Regions from separate parts of the Muntiacus reevesi genome. Here region 1 is linked to region 2. The links are chromatin contacts, called in public Hi-C maps. All regions are on one chromosome and are shown on one strand. Each heading gives the region's core, a stretch centred on a gene start, on an enhancer-like site or on the middle of the called end of the contact. The rest is flanking DNA. Distances are from core to core; before and after follow the strand shown.

What was found. Hi-C and Micro-C count contacts between places; a contact is called where the count stands out from the background.
Region 1: a contact with region 2 is called in a Hi-C map of blood, with 4 times the contacts expected there. The contact joins the promoter of PLK3 here to the promoter of HECTD3 in region 2. A contact is called at or near these places in 2 of 3 Hi-C or Micro-C datasets (blood and muscle).

Annotation. Positions count from the first base shown.
Region 1 is chr1:159,961,365-159,965,865 of mMunRee1.1, forward strand. It overlaps PLK3 (polo like kinase 3), which reads right to left and starts at 1,710. Exons shown (of 15, transcript XM_065929448.1): 1 at 1,380-1,710; 2 at 1,136-1,243; 3 at 925-1,041; 4 at 661-790; 5 at 492-579. The coding sequence starts at 1,589.
Region 2 is chr1:159,793,838-159,798,130 of mMunRee1.1, forward strand. HECTD3 (HECT domain E3 ubiquitin protein ligase 3) reads left to right here and starts at 1,378. Exons shown (of 21, transcript XM_065914226.1): 1 at 1,378-2,928; 2 at 3,085-3,245; 3 at 3,477-3,569; 4 at 3,649-3,784; 5 at 4,029-4,144; 6 at 4,228-4,293. The coding sequence starts at 2,560. UROD (uroporphyrinogen decarboxylase) reads right to left here and starts at 486. Exons shown (of 10, transcript XM_065929389.1): 1 at 354-486. The coding sequence starts at 373.

The sequences.
Region 1 (4,501 bases), core at 460-2,959, 170 kb after region 2:
AACATCAGCTGTCACATCCCCCGTGAACACTACTGCTGTGTTACTACACACTATTATGGCCACACATGCTGTGTTACACACCCAGTCCTCATGGTCACAACAGGGTTTTCTGACACACACAGGGTGTCATGTCCACCATCTCCACACTCAGTCTGTCTCACACACACACTGCTTATGTCACCATCCACATTCATACACAGGACTGGTTACACACCTTCAAGAACCCTTACACCCCATCCATCTTAGAGACTCAGACACACATAGGACCAGCAGCCTCTCCACCATTCCCAGGAACCGAGGCTGCCACCGCCACCTACACACACACACACACACACACACACACACACACACACACAGAGCCCATCATCCCTCCCATCAATCACAGGGTCACATCAGGCAATCATCGTACCTCCTACAGATATACTCAGTGTCTGTCACTCACGTCATCTGTGTCACACAGACTGTGGCCACCCCCCTCCTCAAACACTCACTTCTTCCTATGCTCTGGGGGCTCCAACCGGGTTGCCAGTCCAAAATCCCCCATCTTCAGTTCCATGTTCTCAGTGATAAAAAAATTTCCTGAACAGGGGCGGAGAAGTGTGTCAGACGCCTTTTTCTCTGCCTCCCCAGCCACCCATCCTGTTGGCCCAGGAGTCTCACCTAGCTTGAGGTCCCGGTGCAAGATGCCCCGCTGGTGCAAGTACTTGAGTCCGGAAAGGATTTGCCGAAGGTAGTAGCGCACCTCTGGCTCCAACAGGGTGTGCCGGGCCTTCCAGATGTGGGCCAGGGACTGCAGAGAGCCGCGGCCTCAGCCCCTCGTCCGCCCTCCCCGACCCTCCCTCCGTGTGCTCGCCGAGGAAGAAGAGGGCTCCAACTTTGGGTCTTAAGGTCCCTACTCCCTCTCCCACCTCCACCATCCCTCACCTTTCGGCTGCAGAGCTCCAGGAAAATGTATATGTTGTCAGCATCCTCAAAGTGGTGCGAGAAACGCACGATGTGGCGGTGCTGTAGGCCGCGGTGCAGCTCAATCTCGTTTAGGATCTGCAGTGGTGGCGCGGGGTTATCATCCGTCAAGGGCTCCCTCGTCACCGTCCCCACCCCACCCGTCGCCCGCTGGGCCTGGGCCCTGGCTCACCTTCTCACGCTGATGCGGCTTGGTAATGCGGCTCTGCGAGATGACTTTGACCGCGTAGGCACTGCCGGTCTCCGTGTCAGTGGCCTCATAGCAGCGGGCAAAGCCCCCCTGAGAGGAGAAGGCATCAGGCAGGTCTGGCCCTCAGACGTCCCCATGCCGAGGCCAAGCGGCCCCGCCCCGCTCCGCGCGGGCAAAAAAGTCGGCAAGGCTCCCCTACCCTGGCTGGCACCACTCCCCAGCTCACCTTGCCCAACAGGCGGCCTTTGAAGTAGGTGCGGCCGCTCCGCGGGTCGGTGATGAGGCGCCCAGGGTCCGGTGCCGGAGTCTCGGCCAGCACCTCTGGCTCAGATCCAGGCTTGGGACTTCCAGGCGGCCCGGGTCCGGCTGGGGGCGCTGGCGGGGCGGCCGCACGCGGGAAGGGTCGCGGGGACAGGAAGCCGGCCGCCGGCTCCATGCGGACGGTGCGGCGCAGCACCGGCCGGGCTAATTTCTGTGTTCCGCCAGGCCGGGACGGCGCGAGGCGCTGCCAGGATTTGCTACGCGGCGCTCGCGCCCCAGGGAGCCCAGCGTTTTTATCAATGAACGCCTGCCCCCTCCCTGGCGTCTAGTCATTAAGAGCCCGCCCCCTTCATGCGAGTCACCGAGAAGCCACGCCCCTCATCAGGCCTTACGTCAACAAGAAGCTCCTCCTCCCACCCGCGCACCCCAAGACCAAGCCTACTGCTCCCGCCTTCAAGACGCAGCCGTACTGCTAGTCACCATGTGGGTGGCCTTCTGGATGTAAGAGCCACCTTTGTCCCTGCCTTTCTATCTCGTCCTGGTGACTGAGAGTCCCTCTAATGGGGGTCCTTTCGCCCCCCATTCTTGGGGGCTTATGCTGAAGTCCGAGGGTGCCTGGACGTATGGGGAGTCTCCTTAGCAACTAGATGGACCAGCGTTCCAACCTAGAGGGCAGAATCAGGGACGCCGCTCGCTTTTGCCCGAGTTGGTCACCAACCCTTTAAGTGCGCGGGAATTTGCGTTCGTCCCACGCTCTTGGCCAGAGACCGCAGGTCCAGGCCGGTGCTGCCCCCTTTAGGGGCTGAGAGGAATTGCATACTCCCAGCTGGGCTTGCCTGGAGTGGGGAGTGTGGAGGCCTGAGCTCCTATGCTGAGTCTTTTGTGTGTGTGTGTGCTGAGTCTTGAGAACAAACAGCCAGGCGTTCAAGGCTTTTGTAACGGGCCAGGTGACATCTTCTGCTGCCCCTACACCCACACCTTTAAGGGGCAGATCTCATGTTCTGGAGGAGTGCCTATTCTCTTTCCCTGAAAACATCCACTGCCCTGCATCCACAGCCAGAGGCCAGAAAGTGAAGTACTTATATTTTCTCAAATCTAGCAAAGGACAATTGGGCAGGTGGTTCTGGGGCCATCTGAACCCCTAAACCTCTGGTCCATGCCCACCTTTCACAGGGCCAGAGACAGAGAGATGGGGTTTTTTAAAATTTATTTACTTTATTGAAGTGTAGTTGATTTACAATGTTATATAATTTCTATTGTACAGCAAAGTGACTAAGTTACACATATAACAATATATCCATTCTTTTTTCATATTATTTTCCATTATGGTTTATCATAGGATATTCAATATAGTTTCCTGTGCCATACAGTAGGGCCATACTGTTTATCCATTCTATGTGTAATAGTTTGCATCTGCTAATCTCAAACTCCCAATCCATCTCCCCTCTTGGCAACCACAAGTCTGTTTTCTATGCCTGTGAGCCTTTTCTGTTTCATAGGTAAGTTTGTGTCATATTTTAGGTTCCACATATAAATGATATTATATGGTATTTGTCTTTCTCTTTCTGGTATGATAATCTCTTCACTTGGAATGGTAATTTCTAGATTCATCCATGGTGCTGCAAACGGCATTATTTCATTGTCTTTATGGCTGAGTAGTAGTCCACTGTGTATATGTGCCACATCTTTTTCCATTCATCTGTCAGTGTGCATATATGTTGTTTCCATGTCTTGGCTATTGTAAATAGTGTTGCAGTGAATATTAAGGTGCATGTATCTTTTTGAATTAGAATTTTCTCTGAATATAACACATGAAAAGATGCTCAACATCACTCATTATCAGAGAAATGCAAATCAAAACCACAATGAGGTATCACTACACGCCAGTCAGGATGGCTGCTATCCAAAAGTCTACAGGCAATAAACGGTGTGGAGAGGGGGTGGAGAAAAGGGAACCCTCTTACACTGTTGGTGGGAATGCAAACTAGTACAGCCACTATGGAGAACAGTGTGGAGATTCCATAAAAAACTGGAAGTAGAACTGCCATATGACCTAGCAATCCCATTCCTGGGCATACACACCGAGGAAACCAGAACTGAAAGAGACACGTATACCCTAATGTTCATCGCAGCACTGTTTATGATAGCCAGGACATGGAAGCAACCTAGATGCCCATCAGCAGACGAATGGATAAGAAAGCTGTGGTACATATACACAATGGAATATTACTCAGCCATTAAAGAGAATACATTTGAATCAGTTCTAATGAGATGGATGAAACTGGAGCCCACTATACAGAGTGAAGTAAGCCAGAAAGATAAACATTAATACAGTATACTAACACATATATATGAAATTTTAAAAGATGGTAATGATAACCCTATATGCAGGACAGGAAAAGAGACACAGATGTATAGAACAGACTTTTGGACTCTGTGGGAGAAGGTGAGGGTGGGATCATCTGAGAAAATAGCATTGAAACATGTATATTATCAAGTGTGAAACAGATCGCCAACCCAGGTTGGATGCATGAGACAAGTGCTCAGGGCTGGTGCACTGGGATGACCCAGAGGGATGGGATGGGGAGGGAGTTGGGAGGGGGGATCGGGATGGGGAACACATGTAAACCCATGGCTGATTCATGTCAATGTATGACAAAAACCACTACAATATTGTAAAGTAATTATCCTCCAACTAATAAAAATAAATGACTAAAATATATTTTAAAAAAAAGAATTTTCTCTGAATATATACCTAGGAGTAGGATTGCTGGATCACATGGCAACTCTATTTTTAGTTTTTCAAAGAACATCCATACTGTTTTCCATAGTGGCTGCACCAAGTTACATTCCCACCAACAGTTTAAGGTGGTTCTCTTTTATCCACACCCTCTCCAGCATTTGTTAATATAGTTTTAAATGATGGCCATTCTGACCCATGTGAGGTGGTAAAGAGGTGGAGTCTTAAACCCTCTGGATCCCAGGATCACAGGCTTCTTCCTGGCCTTGACCTTTCACCTCTCTGTGCTCACTCTTTACCATCCAATCACTTATTAACCTATTCAGCCCTCAAAGATCTGAGCACAC
Region 2 (4,293 bases), core at 128-2,627:
AAGGGGTGTCTCTGGAACAAGGGTACCAGTGAGCTAGTTCCGGGGCTGGAAGGTTTTGGGGCTGAAAAATCTCCAGGCGGGGGGATAGTCATGGGGGAATCAGAGATGAAAGTCCGAAATACGGATCTTAGTTGAGGATTAGAAAGTCCAGGGGGCGTCTCCTAAATTAAGGTCTGGGGTACGCAGTCCAGCTAGGTAGTCCCTGGGATGAATATTTTAGGAATCCATGGTTGGAGGATTTGGAATCCCAGCGACTTGGGTTCTCCGGGTTGGGGAAGAAGCAGATTCCTAGGCTGAAAGATTCAGGTCAGAAGCCCCTATGGCCACACTGCGTGGTGGCCCAGAGAACTCACCTAGACTCTTTCGCCTCCATGATAAGCTGTCCGTAAACGCGAGCACAGTCCCGGTTATAGACTGAATCTGAGCCTGCCCTTTGCCCAGGCTCCGCCCCTTCCAGCGATAAGCCAGGGCAGTCGCCATGTTGAAGGTCACATGATCAGACTCCCGCTACCGCTCCTGGGCTGCCCCAGCTGCTGCCGGTAGGACCCCACCCCTAGTCTCTTCACCGTAAAGTCCGCTGTAGCGACGCAGCAACAAACACACATTCACCGCCCCCCCACCCCCACCCCCGCCCCAACTTCCCCAAAGAACTTTGTTGTAAATACACTTCGGATGGTGTGAAAAGTTTGCTCTTCTCTGCCTTTCTGGGAACCCCAGAAAACTCGGCCCAAGGCTCACTTTTCACTCCCATTCTCCACGATTCTAATAATTTTATGCTGGGCCCAACCAGCCACAACTGTGGTAGCACAAAGTTGTACAGGAAACTGAAATAATATTTATATTACCTAGAAAGAGGCGGGCACTATAGTAGGTGCAGAGGTTACAGTGGTGAACGAGGCATTTTCTTTCTTTACAGAGCTACAGACTGATGAGGAAACACAGAAATCAGCTATCACAATGGTAAATGTTTTAAAGGGGAAAAGCTAGACGCAAACAGCAAGGACTCCATTTAATTGGGGAAAGCAATGGGGTACTCCAAGCAAAGGGAACAACATATGCAAAGAGAAAATGCCAAAGAGCAATTGGCTTAATGGAAAATGGAATATCAAGCTAGTGGATTTAAATAGTCTGGAACTATCCACAGAGTTCAGCTCATGCAGGCCTTTGTTAAGTGCACATATTCACTTTATCTTGTAGTAGTGTGACAGCATACAAAGCGCTTGGAGAGACCAGCACAGAGGCACTGTGTTCCAAATTTACTAAGGAGAAAAAAATGGAAAACTCTCAAAATTACATGGGATTATTTATTTATTGATACCTTTATTTGATAACTATATCAAAACAAAGTTTCCACCCAAGTGTCCATCAACAAATGAATGGATAAACAAAATGTAGTGTCTTTATACAATGGAACATTATTCAGCCATAAAAATAAAGTTCTGATACATGCAACAACATTGCTGTAACATTAGGCTGAGTGAAATAAGACAGACACAAAATGACAAATACTGTATTGTTCCACTTATGAAATAATCTAGAATAGGCCAATTCTTAGAGGCAGAAAGTAGATTAGAGCTTTAGTAGATTAGTCCCCAGGAACTAGGGAGTGGGGACAATGAGGAGTTATTGCTTAAGATTAGAGTTTCCTGTTTGGGGTGATGAAAAAGTTTTGGAAATAGATAACTGTACACTTAAAAAAACGGTCAAGATTGCAAATTTTGTTATATGTGTTTTTTACTATTAAAAATTAATGTTATATATTAAAAACTGATTTGTACACTTGAAATTTGTACACTTCATATGGTATGAGTTACATCTCAGTAAACTTTTCAATAAACAAGGGTGGGGGAGGGACTAAGTTTCCTTTTCCTCCGTGATTGTACATCACTAACAACTTCTGTACATGGTTGGTTTGTTTGTTGTTTGTTTGTTTTTGCCTCCTCTCTTCCCACGTTGGCCTTTCCTATCATTTGGTTTAGAATTACTGGGAGAAACTGGATAATGATCACCAGTGTCCTGCGGTTAGGAGTAACCACCAGGAACAAGTCTAAATGGCTCAATAGTTCCGTCAGCAACCAGGCTGGGGAGGGATTATTTTCCCAAACATTTTAGTCACACTGCTTCTAGGATGGGAAGCCTGACAAGATAGCTAATAGATTCTTAAAGATTCAGCTGGTTGTAGTGAGACTCACTGGGAGCAAGGAAGTTCCAGAAGGTCGAAGGAGTAGCGTTTTGGGCTCGATAGGATGGATGGTGGCTTAAAGGAGAGTAGTAGCAATGGGGGAAAGTGGTAGTAGCAATGGGAATGGAGTGGGGAGATTGATCAGAAACTTCGGAACTTGGGTCTGGCTGACTGAGTGGAAGACACAGAACTAGATAACAGAATTAAATATCCAAGTACACAGGCCAATACGGCGGCAATATGAGGTGCGCGTAGTCCAGAACTTACGGCGAAGGCTGGTCGAGGGCGGGGCTGAAGGTGGTGGGAAGCTCTTTCTGCTGGTTCGGCCGAAGCTCCTCTGCCCGGATCGCCCGCCGGCTTCCCTGGGCCACATCGCCATGGCTGGCCCGGGCCCGGGCGCGGCGCTAGAGTCCCCGCGGCAGCTGCTGGGCCGTGTGCGCTTTCTGGCGGAGGCAGCGAAGAGCCTCCGTGCCGGGCGGCCGCTGCCGGCGGCGCTAGCCTTCGTGCCACGCGAGGTGCTCTACAAGCTTTACAAGGACCCGGCGGGACCGTCGCGCGTGCTGCTGCCAGTGTGGGAGGCGGAAGGCCTGGGGCTGCGTGTGGGAGCCACGGGCCCGGCCCCCGGTACCGGCTCCGGGCCCCTCCGCGCCGCCCGCGACAGCATTGAGCTGCGGCGCGGTGCCTGCGTGCGCACCACAGGCGAAGAGCTGTGCAACGGCCACGGGCTCTGGGTGAAGTTGACCAAGGTGCAAAAGACCTCGGGAGCAGGGAAGCCCCTGGGTGGTCCCCTTCCCTCGCCCATATCGAGCTGATTTAGCGTCCGGTGCCCTTCGCCCTGGGCTGGGCAGGGCGGGCCGCTGACAGTTCCCTGACGGCTGTCCTCGTCTGGCGCGTCCCGGCAGGAGCAGCTGACGGAACACCTGGGCGACTGCGGGCTGGACGAAGGCTGGCTCCTGGTGTGCCGCCCGGCCGAGGGCGGGGCCCGCCTGGTACCCATCGACACTCCAGACCACCTCCAGCGGCAGCAGCAGCTCTTCGGAGTGGACTACCGCCCGGTGCTCAGGTCCTGCGCTGGGAGGAGTGGGGCTTGCTGGCCGATTGCCAGGCCCTAGACTGGCACAGCCCGGGCGGTGTGATCTGATAGGATTGACAACAAAGGGGGCGGGACCTAAAGGGAGCTGGGGTGCGGCTTCTGGAGGCACGGTTTAGAGGAGCCAGAGCGCTGGAGAAGGCTCCAGGGTCTTCTGCCGCCTGCTGAGGTCTCCATATCCCGTGCCCCATTCTGTGCGCACAGATGGGAACAGGTGGTGGACTTGACATACTCGCATCGCCTGGGATCAAGGCCTCAGCCGGCCGAGGCATACGCTGAAGCTGTACAAAGGCTACTGTGAGTTACCTGGGATGGGCTGGGGAGGAAGGAGCTCCAGGTCTGGGCCCGACCTAATTAGGGACTTGGGGTCGCTTAGCTATGTGCCCCCGACGTGGACCTACGAGTGCGACGAGGACCTGATCCACTTCTTGTACGACCACCTGGGCAAGGAGGATGAGAACCTGGGTAGCGTGAAGCAGTATGTGGAGAGCATAGACGTTTCCTCCTACACGGTGGGTGCTGGGACTCCTCCCACCCCAAGCAAGATGTAGTAACATCCTGCTAGATTCAGAACTCTTACCTCTAAGCCACAGCCAAACCTGAATCCCCACAGGCCAGACTCAGTCCACCCCCTCCATCTTGGAAGTCCTATTGGAATCCCTCCACACCTCCACCCTTACCTGATGGACTTCCAGCTCAGCTCCACTGTGCTGTCTCTCGTGCTCCCTGGCCTATCCACCTCTCTACCCTCCCCAGGAGGAGTTCAATGTGTCCTGCCTGACAGACAGCAACGCAGACACCTACTGGGAGAGCGATGGGTCCCAGTGCCAGCACTGGGTACGGCTGACCATGAAAAAGGGCACCATTGTCAAGTGAGTGGGCTCTGAGCACAGCAGGGTGGGTGAGCCATGTACCTGTGAGCATAAAGACACATGTGCACCCTCTTAACCCTCAGGAAGCTACTACTCACGGTGGATACCACGGATGACAACTTTATGCCTAAGCGGGTGGTGGTCTATGG